Regions from separate parts of the Sus scrofa genome. Here region 2 is linked to region 1. Evidence: chromatin contacts called from public HiChIP or PLAC-seq data. All regions are on one chromosome and are shown on one strand. Each heading gives the region's core, a stretch centred on a gene start, on an enhancer-like site or on the middle of the called end of the contact. The rest is flanking DNA. Distances are from core to core; before and after follow the strand shown. Region 1 overlaps GHR (growth hormone receptor). Region 2 overlaps GHR (growth hormone receptor).

What was found. HiChIP or PLAC-seq counts read pairs in DNA pulled down with a chosen protein or histone mark.
Region 2: a contact with region 1 is called in an H3K27ac HiChIP or PLAC-seq map of skeletal muscle. The contact joins two enhancer-like sites. A contact is called at or near these places in 13 of 47 Hi-C or Micro-C datasets (alveolar macrophages, brain, fetal skeletal muscle and 7 more) and 1 of 2 datasets of contacts at active chromatin or transcription factors (skeletal muscle).

What each region holds. Positions count from the first base shown.
Region 1 is chr16:27,276,807-27,283,583 of Sscrofa11.1, reverse strand. All of the region lies in intron 1 of GHR (growth hormone receptor), which reads right to left. Among named protein-coding and RNA genes, the nearest start is that of GHR, 21 kb to the right of the region's middle. Within about 2 kb of position 4,108, at least 8 of the 83 cell types and tissues checked have an H3K27ac peak or open chromatin away from gene starts, as enhancers often do. A contact at or near this core is called in fetal skeletal muscle, retroperitoneal adipose tissue, skeletal muscle and 1 more, where this site is marked.
Region 2 is chr16:27,351,631-27,358,407 of Sscrofa11.1, reverse strand. The region is part of intron 2 of GHR (growth hormone receptor); the gene reads right to left. Among named protein-coding and RNA genes, the nearest start is that of GHR, 96 kb to the right of the region's middle. Within about 2 kb of position 2,872, at least 36 of the 83 cell types and tissues checked have an H3K27ac peak or open chromatin away from gene starts, as enhancers often do. A contact at or near this core is called in fetal skeletal muscle, retroperitoneal adipose tissue, skeletal muscle and 1 more, where this site is marked.

The DNA.
Region 1 (6,777 bases), core at 2,859-5,358:
TTGAGATACATTGCATCTCTTCTCACAAAACTCTAAAATACTATGAAAACAACCTGAACAGATGATTCAACTCAGGGAACAAAGGGAATGCAAAAGGAAACTCCTACAGAATTTTCTTCTTTTCAAAGGTAATAACATGAAGACTGGACAGTATAGAGTAAATGTAGTTAATAAACCTGAAGTCTAAAGCCAATGGAACAATAAACATAATCCTAAAGCTAATGATGTGTTTAAAATGTCCAAGATCAGATGCGTTTTTATTCCAGATCCTAAAAACATAAATTTACCAATAAACTATTGGTTATTTCTGAAGATTTTTCAAAGGGCAGAAATAGAAGATGTCCCAGTGTTTGAACGAAAGGGTAGATTCTTGCATCTGTGCCTTTAACTTCAATCCCCAACCACATCCTAGAACAAATTGTTAGTTTCTGAGCATCTAGAAAGGAAATCATGGGTCATTTGGAACCAGCGTGGATTCACCAAGAACAAATCACTATGGGAAATGTACTTCATTTCCTTTCATGAAAGGATTTTCTGTTATTTAGAAGAGTGCTGTTCATCAAACGTTTCTCAAGTTCAATGAGGGAAAGGACATAGGCTCTTATTATATGTTATGAGGAGAATCTATTAGTGTGGCCTGGACAATTATAAAGTGAGTTCATTGATGGTTAAACAAGTGATCCAAGAAGTGAACTACAGAATCCTGAGGAGCATGACCTTCATGGGCTGGTTGCAAGGTTTTAAATTTGCTTTTGTTATAAGGACTTTGGTAGAAGACCCCAAAAGGGGAACATGTATATGAATTTGTAAAGTCCATGGATGAAAGAAAACTGGTAATTCTGTTATGGAGGTAAAAAGAAGACCAGGGTTTCCAATTTAACAGATCTCATTAGATTCAACTAATGGCCTATGAAGTAAAATTCTCCAAAATTAATTTGGACCAAATGTTAAGTCCTGAGTTTCAATCTGAAATTCTCCTGCAAACGTAGACGCCACTCCTTATCACCCTGTGTCACTGCCTGACCTCCAGCTGACAAAAAGCCTGTGCCCTCATGGAAGCTTCCCTGATTCCCTGAAAAAGCTGCATCAGTAGGATCCAACTCAGGGCATCACTTTGATTTTGAAAATGAGATTCAAAGCAGACAGCAAATTATGACAATTTTAAACAACACACACTTGAACACTGAAAATCTCAGTCTCTCTGTCTGACTCAGTCCTCTCTGGCAAAGACAGATATCCAGACAAAGTTCATTATTCATGACTCAGAAGATTGGCCCTGAGCCAATGGGTTATACTTCTAGGAGATTATAATTCAAGGGAAGGGGTAGACTCATAACCACAAGATATGGTGAAGGTGGAGGTAGGGTAGAGTGGGAAGAAGAGGTGATGCTGGACTAGGAACAGCCCCGGGGAAGGCACATGGCCCCATCTGTCTAAGTGTCTCAACTTGTTTTTTTTTTAGGGCTGCACCCACAGCACATGGAAGTTCCAGGCTAGGGGTCAAATTGGAGCTGTAGACTCTGTCCAACACCACAGCCTCAGCAATGCCAGATTCAAGCTGTGTCTGCAAACTACACCACAGCTCATGGCGATGCTGGATCCCTGACCCACTGAGTGAGCCCAGGGATCGAACCCGCATCCTCATGGATACTAGTCGGATTCATTTCCATTGTGCCACAATGGGAACTCTCGAAGTGTTTCATCTTGTTCTTTAGTTAGCTGGGGTCTTCCTGTGCCAGGGAAAGCATTTGTGAGAAGAATGAAAGAGTCTCTGTTTCCTAAAAACAAACAAACAAAAAAACCCAACCAAACAAAAAAAGCCTCAAAGCAACAACAAAAGATATCCCCCAAAGTTCACATTCCCAAAACTAAAAGAGAAGGGAGTAAAACCTTTGCCACTAAACAGGAAGACCAGGCAGTTGTGTTTGTACAAGGCTCCCAGGGAGGCGGGGTCAAGCCTAGTGCTAAGATCACAGCTTCCAGCCTCTGCGTGGCTTTCCCTGACCCTCCCGTCTTGGGAGTTCTGGGCCAGCATTCTGATCCCTCTGCCTTCAACAAGGGAAAAACAAAACAAACCGAAACACAGAAAGAGGGAAAGAAAAGACGTGTCTGGGTGTCTGATCTCCTTTTCCCCTCCCTTCTCTGTCTTTAGTCCATCCATCCTGTGACAGATGGTGCTACGTTTGGAGGAGGACACCACTTTAATAAGAGCCCTAGATATTCCAGATTCTTCAGCATTCAAACCTTAGATCATCCTCAGAAAAACACAATGCCTTCATGGAGTTTGTTTCCTGCTTTTGTTTTGTTTTCATTCATTTGTTTTGAAATCACACTCAATGTCTTTCGATGTACTCCACATAAAAGCAAGCCTTTAAAATGCTTACTGCCAAATGCATAAAACATCTTGATAAACAAAAAGAAGCCCATGTGGAGTTGATTTTATCTGGGGAGCACATTTGATTTTAGTATGTTATCACTTTGGAAATGATGCCCCTCAAGTCTCAGACCACAACTCTGTATCTTGACCTCTTCCTTCTCCCCTTTCCATGTTATTTATAAACCATTTCTCCAACAAACTTATCCATGATACCCAATGCCACGTGTTTGGGCTTTTTTTAGTCATATATTTTGCACCTTCATTCAGCTTTGGCTGGAATCCCAGCCCCCTGGCTCAGATGTACTTCAAGCCTGGCAAGAAGGGCCCTTTGAGGTCAGTGGGGCCTTGGTGAGGATCAGGAATTCTGGAAAGACACACAGGCACTGGAGGCCTGAGGAATAACTCTGCTCTTTGGTTTTGATTTCCATTATGCTTTCTTGAGTATCACCCATACAAAATACAGCAACTAAAACCAAGACAAGTGGGCTCTGCGGAGAAAACTTCTCTCCTAAAAGCATAATGCCGTGCCCTCCATGCTCATCCTTTAGATCTAACTGTCCTGTCTTATCATCAAGCCAATCAAAAGGTTAAACCCATTTAAGAAATGAGCTTTCCATTGTCATAAAATGACTATATGATGCAGTCACTTTAGCTGAAAGGTACACCTGGTTTGTGCCCTCCAAAGCATGTATTTATTCTACACATTTTTGCTGGAAATTCTTAAGCTAGAAGAGAAACAGGAGACAGGATGGATTCACAAGTAAGCAAAATAGGGAATTCCCCTTGTGCAGCAGAAACAAATACAGACAGTAACCATGAGGATGCAGGTTCGATCACCGGCCTTGCTCAGTGGGTTAAAGATCTGGCGTTGCCATGAGCTGTGGTGTAGGTCGTAGATGTGGCTTGGATCCTGCGTTGCTGTGGCTGTGGTGCAGGCCGGCAACTACAGCTCAGATTCGACCCCTAGCTTGGGAACCTCCATATGCTGTGGGTGTGGCCCTGAAAAGCACACAAACAAACAAGTGAGCAAAGTGGTTCAGAGAGGGCAGAGGAAGAGGAAGGGAAGAGAACGTGGTCAATATTCCGCCAAACCACACGACTTCTGGGTTCTCTTTCTTTAGTTTCAGAACAGCTTATACCTACTGAGCATTTATGGGCCATGTAGGTTTAAGTTCTTTGCATGTATTAACTTATTTAATCCTCACACGAACCCTGCATGCCAGGCACTATTACTTTCCTCTCTTGTACAAGGAAACCGAGGCACAGAAAGGTGAAGTAACTTCCCTGAGGTCACACAACTTCTAAGTGGTGTAGAGAGGATTCCCATCCAGTCTGTTCTCGGGAGAGCTCTCTGCTCAGTGGGCTCCGGGTTTCCAGCCCCTGTAACACAATGGCTAGACAGACGGCATTCACTCCCTCCCTTTCAGCCTTACAATACCCTCCCCCTACCACCCCAGCTTCTAGTTTGTTACAGGGATTACATATATTACTAAATAAATGTTTTATTATTTAGTATTTATTCAACAAAATTTTTTTGGAATTCTGGAACTCGGGAAGGGTCAAAATTTGGAGGATAAGTTTTCTTAAATTTTGATTTTAAATAAGCTAGCCGTGAGAACAGTAACAAGCTAAAGAAGAGTGTAGCAAAAGGGGCCAGGAGGATGTGTGACTTTCCTTCTCACACCCTGCAAGCTCATCAGTGCTCAGCTAAGGAAGGAAGCACAGAAAGCTGCCTGGAACATTCCAGGGGTGGGGTTCAGACAGCAACACAAGGCCTGCAGTTCAGCCTCCAGCTGTCTAGCCAGATGTACCCTTCAGCAGAAAACCTGAACTCACAACAAAACTACATTTAATGACAAATAAGATGTCATTACAGGGATATATTTGCTTGATAAAAGGCTTAGTCTAGGATCCCTTTAACTATGCCAGTTTAGTGTTTATAGGCTAGATGTGAATTAGAAAAACTGGAGCTCGAAAAAATCCTCTAGTTGAGTACCTGTCAGAAAGGAAGGCAAGGCATCATTCATGCAAGCTGGTGGAAAGACAGATCCAACTGATGACTAATTTTAATTAACACAATTTCCTTTTAACTATTCAGGGGCTTCAACCAGGGGCACAGATGAAGGTACAGCTCACAGAAGACCTTCCTCATGGAAGACCATGAGGAATCCTCAGATGAACCCACTCAATTAATTATATGTGATACAACCCTAGTTTTATGAGGCTCATTGAATTTTATTTACCTGACCAAGGGAAGATTTAAAATGACAGGAAGGTAGGAAACCAGAATCGAGATCCTAAAAATTGTTCTTTCTATACCTCACTGTTCACACACAGAGTAAAGGGTGGGTCTATGACTCAAAGCAAATTCCCTAATGTACACAGAGCTGTATTTTCTAACATTACAGGGAAAAGGGCAGTTCAGGCCTGTGTATGTGTACACATTCCAATTAAGTTAAATAGGTTGTATGAAGTATTCCAGTAATAATGATATACAACGGTAAGAAAACTCAAGTGAAATCTTCTATTGTTTATGTTGCCTAAGAAAAAAATTAATAAAAAGATCACTAACCAAGACACTAACAATCAAGCATAAAAGAAGAGTGAAAAACTGCTACCACCACAAAAAGGGTACATTCATTCAGGTGGTATAGCAGTCATGCAGGATCCTGTGGGAGATGGATGGAGATGGACAGACGGACGAACGGGGACACACACACACAGTTTACATAGGGCTTGGCCTCTAAGTTTTACTCTGCTGGTTAATACCAGTAACTAGTGTCCCCAAAGCTTGCAGGGGTGTATGGTATTTACGCTGTGATACCCAGTCTCAATTTCCAACGGTTTTGTGGCTTTTGCTGTCCTCACCTCCTACCCAAACTCACCCACCTGCCAAGGTCCTTTGCTAAACAATTCTGAGTACAAGAGTATTAAAATGAGGAGCTGTGGATGGTGCAGAGATATACTGATTATTAAACAGTCATTAAAGGAAATGTTGAATGATGTTACTACGTCTATAGTACCATAAAACTGAACACTATTTACTATGGAAGTTTTTATTTACGCCTTACTAAGGAGTGAATACACCATCGCTGGGAGGCAGCATAGCATGTTAGAGGAACACATGGGGGCTTCTCCATCAGCCAGACTGAGTTCTAGTTCTAGCTCTGCCCCTTGTTGGGTGACATACCACAATCTTCTCAAATTCTCTTAACCTCAATGCCTCCTGTGCAAAAGAGGACCACCACAGGCACCTCACAGGGTCTTGGAAGGATGCAAGGTGAGCATACGTGTTTAAGTGTCCTTTATAATTTACACTGTTAGTGCTGTGTTCACATCTGTCCCTTTAATCTGGTGATTGGAAATTTCTAAAATGTATTAATTTTATAAATACACTTTCATTGTTGGCAACATTTTAAAAATCCAAAGGTTAGCAGAGGTAGGGAGGAACCATTATCTTTGACAAGAGGTAGAATTTGGGCAAATGACAGAAGAAAGGGGGGACAAGGAAGCAAAACTATCCTAAGGATAATCTCCAGGTTGATTTCTAAAACCTGGAGAAAAGACCCATAGATAGATGCCGGGGTCTTTATAAAGCTCTGCTCTAAGCGTAAGCTGTGTGTAAACTGTCTCAGCTTGAGGCTATCTAATGATTCCTCCCATAGTTGTGGTCGTTGCTGTCTCCATGGGACTCACCAGCTCAGACTGGCCAACCGCTGGTGGCTCCCATTTCAACATCTTGCTGCTTGTCAGCACCTCCACTAGAGGGCAGCAGGGGGAAGGGAGAGGAAGTCCAAAGGGATCAACGTCAATGCTTGGCAGTAGCAGCTGTCAAGGTGGGGTGCCAAGAAATGGGGGTGCAAGGGGGCAAGTCAACTGAGTGGAAAAGATGAGAGCCTGAGTGATTAGTGGTTTTCCATTTCTAAGTGACGCCAGGGATGGAAGGAGAAAGAGCTCAGCACTGTAGGAAGCTGGAACGAGGTTTTCCAAACCAGCTAATCTTCAGATTCATGTTTGGAATTTTCCTACAACACATATACACAGACATATAACATGCAAACAGACCAACTCCAAGGCACTGCTCTAGGGCTTCTGCATCAGAATCTCAAGGTATGGAGCTTATGAACCTGTATTTTCAAAAAATTCCCAGCTTATTCTGAGTAAGAGCCAAGGTTGGTCTCAAAAGCATGTCTGAGGTCCCTTCCAACTCTCTGAAGATTAATTTCGCTAATAGAAAATATGCCTAAAGCAACCTTCAGAAGGTTGTGAATAAATGGTAAACTCATCTATCTCTCCAGTAACTTGTCTTCAGAGACAGAAGGGGCAGAAGAAAAATGAAAAATGCCAGAGGGTGGATTACAGGTTACATGTTTTGAGTGCTATTACAGACACAATCTTCC
Region 2 (6,777 bases), core at 1,623-4,122, 76 kb before region 1:
CTCTTCTCAGATCCCTATTGATAAAAGGCTACCACACACCAAGTTTTCTGTTTCATTCTCAACACTGCACAGGGTATCCACTCAAAATCTGGTTCAGGAGTTCCCATTGTGGCTCAGTGGTTAACGAATCTGACTAGGAACCATGAGATTGCAGGTTTGATCCGTGGCTTGACTCAGTGGGTTAAGGATCTGGTGTTGCTGTGAGCTGTGGTGTAAGTCACAGCCGCAGCTCCGATCCCACGTTTCTGTGGCTCTGGTGTAGGCTGGTGGCTACAGCTCTGATTAGACCCCTGGCCTGGGAATCTCCATATGCCGTGGGTGTGGCCCTAGGAAGGACAAAAGACACACACACACAAAAATACCCCCCAAAAAACAAAAACTAAAACCTGGTTCAGCTTTGAGAATCTGGAGGTTTGCTAACCTCTTTGGGATTTGCAAGATGCTAGAAGGCAATGATGGAGATTAGAGATGTGGCTGGGTCGAGTCTGAAGGTAATTTGCGACCAAACCATCATAAAATAGAGAATATGCCTCTCCAATGTGAACCACGCTGTAGAGGAACACATGAGCGGTGTGGTTTCTTTAGGGTTTAATCATAGGAAGCCCAAGCCTTGGCAACAGCCATGCAAGTCTCCCAGAATCACTCCAGACATCCTTACTATCCACTCAGGATCCTTTTATTAGGATGAAGAAATTAGGAGAACTCGATGTCTTGCTCTCTTTCCCCTATTCAACAAGACCACTTTCTTCCCACTGAGTCCCTATGAAGCAGGCTAGACGATAAGTCCACCTTTCTAAAGAAGACCTATAACCATTTAAAATCACCTTGAAGTTGATAGCTGCAAGCTGACAGTGGCTGCCTGTACTCATGAATTTACAATACTTGGAAAAGTGCTCAGGATAAAGGCTATGTTACCCACTTACTTGGGGTATCTGGGTGAGAGTCCCAAAAAGACAGCTATAATTACAGCAGTAATATACTTCATAAAGAAAAACTTCCATATGCTATATATTATTACATTTACTAACCTCACTTATTAGCACCTGGTGTGACTACAAAGTAATAAAATGCTGGCACTCATGTAGTTAAATGACATTATTTTTTTTGAGGCTATATTTATTTTTATTCAATCTTTTTTTGTAATGTTTTTATTTTTTCTATTATAGTTGATTTACAATGTTCTGTGAATTTCTGCTGTATAGCAAAGTGACGCGGTCACATATTTTACATGTACACACACACACACAATTCTTTTTCTAACTTTATCTTCAAAGTAATAAAATGAATCATTTTAATTATCATGCTGGCACTCATATAGTTAAATGATATTATCTTTAAAAGTGAGTATCTTGGGAAGTTTTGAATAAATCCCAATGAGGTTGTTACTGCTCAAAGCATTTTTAAAACTCTTCCTGGGGAATTATCTTTAGAGTTAAATGAATTCATGAGTCACATAAGAAAATCAGTCCTATTGCTTTTTAGTCCTAACCAATCTAATTTAGTAATACAGTGAAAGTTTTTGGAGCAAATAATTTCATTATCTGGAACTGGCTGGTACTGGCATTTTCCTGTCCTTGCTTGCAATTTCCCCAGGCAACTGCAGATAACTGGGGTAGTGAATATAATGGAAGCATTTAAGTGTCACTGTTGCTCTCTGTAATATTATCCCCAGTGAATTTATGTGGCATCTTATATGACTTTGAATAACATCACAGTATAAGGAAAATGGGGACAAAGAACTCTCAAATAAATTGTAAGCCTTCAAGTTCAAGAGCCACATCTTCTTTCTTCATAACCCTGGGACCCCTAACTCATCCACTCCCTGGGTCATTTAAGATGATTTTATGCTTAAAATAGGTGCTCAGTAAATACTCCCAATTTACTAGGTTGAAGGCTGAAACCTACCCTAATTTTTTTTCTTCCAACTGAAACCTACATTTCTTAAAGAAAAGAACTCTGGTTTCTCCCCTGGATGGCTGGCTCACCACCAAAGTAAACAGGATTTTCAGAACATTCTGTTTTCTCAAGCTGTCACATTGCTTTATAACAGTCAAACCAAATCCTTGTATTGAACTACTTTATTTTCAAAATCTCTGCAGAAATCACCCCACTCCATGTCCAGGATCATGCTTTTCAGATTTAATTATTTTCACCAGTTCTGATAAATCATTTCATCTCCTGGCTGATCTTTTTGTACATGAGGCGGCTGCTTTTCCAGAGTGGGAAATAAGGCCCAGGGAGTAGACCATAATTTTCCAGATGTCTGTTTTCAAAAGCCCTTCAAAGAGAACCAGCCTTTTTGGCTTTGTCTCCTCTTTAATGGGGTTTTATGGCTTCCATTACTTTGCAAACATCAAGTGCCCTATATCTTTTTGCTTTGATAATTTCCTTTTTCTGAATATTTATCTTCAGGTTATCTTTCTCAGAATCATTAAAGCATTTTGTTCGTTTTTAATTAATTCTGGTTACCATTTTACAAATACTCCTTATTTCATTGATAAAATTCCAGACTAATGCCCCTTTAAAAAAATATTCTGAAGGATATCAGATCTCAGGTTTGGTATATTTATATACTTTTCCCTTGTGTTAATGAAATGTTAACAACTTCCTATACCACATATTTTCAGAGCTAAATAGAAAAAGGAAGGAAACTAACATGTTCACTGGAACTTTTTATGCATGCTTATAAGGCAGGTAGCATTTATCCTCATTTACAGGTCAGCAGCTTATTAAGGTTCAGAGGTTAAGCAATTTGTCCAAAATCCCACAGCTAGGAAGCAGCAGTGTCAGAATTCCAGCCACAGTTGCCTGATTGCCTGATTCAGAGTCTGAGAGCTGGGGTCAGGTTACTCCGAGGGCTACTGCTTTCAGTTTCATTTTTCAAGTACTCCTCTCATTTGAAGGAAAATTGAGGAAAGGCAGTTGCCCTTTTTGAAACTCTCAGGCAGAAAAGATTATCACCACTGATGCAAGGACAAGAAGTATTGGTGAAGTTTAAGCGACAGGCTCTTAAGGGGTTAAGGTATTCTGGGTTATCCTAAATTTGTTGATGATGCTACACAAAACAAGCAAAGTCTGAAACAATCCAATCTGCAGACAGTTGCTCTAACAAGCTGCCAGTCTGGTACAGGAAATATTTCTATTCACTTCTATTACTATTTTTATTTCTCTTCAATAATAGTAATAGCAATAATAATAATTTTAAAAGTCATACTAAGGAAGTAGGGTATGACAAAGCTAAGCTTAATCTCAGTTTTCTGACGTCTATTAACAAAGGAGAGTGAAAAGTCGCTGTTTTGAACCTTGGGGTCAAGAGAGGATTAAGGCTCTAGGAAGAGCCAGGAAGAGAGATGAATTCAGGAAGACAAATGATTTCCCCTCTCCTCCTCCAAAACACATACACACACGTCCACAGCTCCTTGCACTGCTGGCCATGTCCTCCTCCGGCTGAGAAAACAACCTGGGAACCGCGTTCCATGACACAGAAATCTGTCTCCCTGTTCACTGCTTGCAGCAGCCCATGCTTTCCTCTCCTTTGAGGGCCCCTTAGGGTTTAGAGTCTTAGAACACTTGCAAGCCATGTGCATATCTTGGTCACACCTGATCCCTGTAAAGGTGAGAGTCTAAACACAAATATTCCCATTTTTGAAAATAAAGGGAACAGGTTCACTCAAGAGGTCTGTGACTTTTATGTGGTGGAATAGCTACTCTCAGCTAGGTTTTCTGACTCTGCTCTTTATACTTGTTTATATTCCATGTTGCTGGAAATCTCTGGTCTTTAAAACATTTTCAAAATTTAAAAAAATTGAGATAAACTTTACATACAATGAAAACAAAGATATAAATTTTACACTTCATGACTTGACCAACGCCCTGCGTTGGTGGTCATCAACACTCCAGTTAGGATATAGAACTTTAATTTATGGTAGCATAAAGTCTAAGACCATTAGATGGGTCTATTAAAGGGAAAGAAAGCCATTTTCAGGGAACTAAGACTTCTCTTTAAACATTTTAAAGCTGAAACTTTAAACGCCATATTTAGGGAAATGAGACTTCAGGTAGTTGATATGCCTAATGTAAGGTCTTTTCACCAGGAGGAAAGAGGGAAAAAGCAAGTCAGAGTGCTGATTTTTTTCTAACCCAGCTTCCTGGATTTATCCCTGTTCCTTCAAGTTGGTGAACTTTTTTGCTCTGCACTATACTTTCATGTAAGACTCCTAGGAACACAGGAAAATTAGATTTTCCCTTCATTGTTACTTTGATATTATTGCACTATTAATATCATACTCCAAAGCTCTCAGTTGCAGTTGGCTAATTAGTCTCATTCATATTGAAAAAGGACTATAATCCCATCTTAAACTTTGCACACTGCAGCTCGGTGTTTTTTACTCAAGACGGTTCTCAACCATAATGTTATAATTATATCATTTTCTCAGCAGCAACACCCATATACTATAATTACAGTCAAAGCTAAGGCTATGTTTATAATGTACAAAAGAGGATGAAATTGTTTCATTTTAAGTGATTCATTTACCTCCTCTGTTGGTAACAGAAATGCATGGTAATGGAAGAGTCATGGTTTAATATGCTTCTCTGAACAGCAATTTCAGATACCAAGAAGCCAAAAAAGAAAATAAAGCCCCCAAACTCCAATATGAGAAAATATGGGAGACATGATTCCCAGTCTGGTAACCACAATGACTCCTCATTTGAAAATCCAGGATGGCCAAAGGAATGGAGCTTAGCATGTTGGCAGCCACTATGGGGTCTCGGGGTGCCATCACTTGATCTGCCTGTAGGACATCCCCACGCACCTCAAGTCAGTTTGCAGGACTGACATCGTGGCCCTGAGCCTATAGGATGATGACTCATCTAAGCACAGGGAACTTCTGTCCTGCAGGACCATCCCTCCCTTTAAGACATATTACATTCATATCTACTATACACTAGTTCTAGGTGGCAAGTACGTAGCAAGGAACAAAGCAGAAATCTCTGTTCTCTTGGAACTCAACTCTAATGTATTTCAGATCTGTCTTTTGCCTATTTGTGGGTGAATAAAAATAAAGCTTTTACTTTTTTTTTTCCATTGAACTATAGTTGATTTATAATATTGTGTTAGTTTCAAGTGTATAGCACAGTGATTCAATTATACATAAGTATATATATATGATTCATTGTACACATATATGTATATACATATATATGTATAACTGAATATGTATATTTATATGTGTATATATATTCTTTTTAAAATTATTTTCCATTATAGACTATTACAAGATATTAAATATAGTTCCCTGCACTTTACAGTATATCTTTGTTGTGTATCTCTTTTATATACAGTGGTGTGTATCTGTTAATCCCATACTCCTAATTTATTCCTCCACCCCCTCCCATTTCCCCTTTGGTAATTATAAGTTTGTTTTCTATGTCTGTGAGTCTGTTTCTGTTTTATAAATAAGTTCATTTGTATTATTTTTTAGATTCCATATGTAAGTGATATCATGTAATATGTCTTTCTCTGACTTATTTCACTTAATATGATAATCTCTAACATTGTTGCAAATGGCATTATTTCATTCTTTTTTTTATATACAGCTGAGTAATATTCCAGTGTGTATATCACATCTTCTTTATCCATTCATCTGCTGATGGACATTTAGGTTGCTTCCATGTCTTGGCTATTGTGAATAGTGCTGCTATGAACATTGATTGGGGTGCACATATCAGAAAGCTTTTACTTTTACTATGGGGGATGTAGACTCATCATGTTAGCTTTCATGCCATAGTTTACCCTGTACATTATAGACTGAACGTTGCCACTTTCTTGACATATGGGCATGGACCCGGTCTGGCAAAGAGAGGAATGAGGAGTGAATGGATAGCCTGGGGTTGGATGTGCTGGGTTCGTTTGTAATCAGCTATGAGACAGCACCCGCCAGCTCTTGGACATTGACGGGGTAGAGACAGACACTTAATTTCCAGTACATGTCTCACTGGCTTCCCTAAAGCCTCTGGTTTAAAGTGTTTCATAAAACCTTGACATTTTTTGACTTTTCGCATCCCATGGAACCTTAGGTACAGGAGGAGTAGAAGAAGATAACACTGTGGGAAACCGTAAAGGATGGTTTGGTGTAAGACAGGTCAAGGTACACGTCTTACTGTTTTATTTTAAGAATTTCTTCTTGGGTGTATGAGATATCCTTTTCTTTTTTAGAGCAAGCCAAATTATGCACCAATTTGATAGCTTTGGGGCCAAGCAGCAGACACCTATGGTTCTGAGACATCTTAGAGGTGAGCCGAAGGCTCTCAGAAATCAGTAGGCAACACTAAGGGAACTGAATGGGCTTTGAGATGCAATTCCATTAATTCTGGTTATCATTTAGATTTCCTCTTATTTATGTGAGCTTGAGAGACTATGTTACCTGGAGTGTTCCCAGCCTCAAAGCCCTTGACCAAAGACAGCAGGACAAGAGTGTGGAGAGCAGGCCGAGTGGTGTGGACAAGGGAAAGGTGGCCATATTTCAAATATTTCCTGTAAGTTTGTGAATGAAAAACCTTCAAGTTGAACATTAAAAAACAAAGAGCTGGAAAGCAGGCATAAGAAAAAAAATTTGTATTTAGAAAATTGCAAATAAGTGGTTCCCTCTTCTGTCCTCTCTTTGCTACTTGGGATTTAATCAAAATCCTACTGATTATCTTTCTTTTTTTGTCTTAGGAGTGGTAAGAGGCTAATCCAGGGGTGCAGAATGTAAACATTCCATGGCCACATCATCT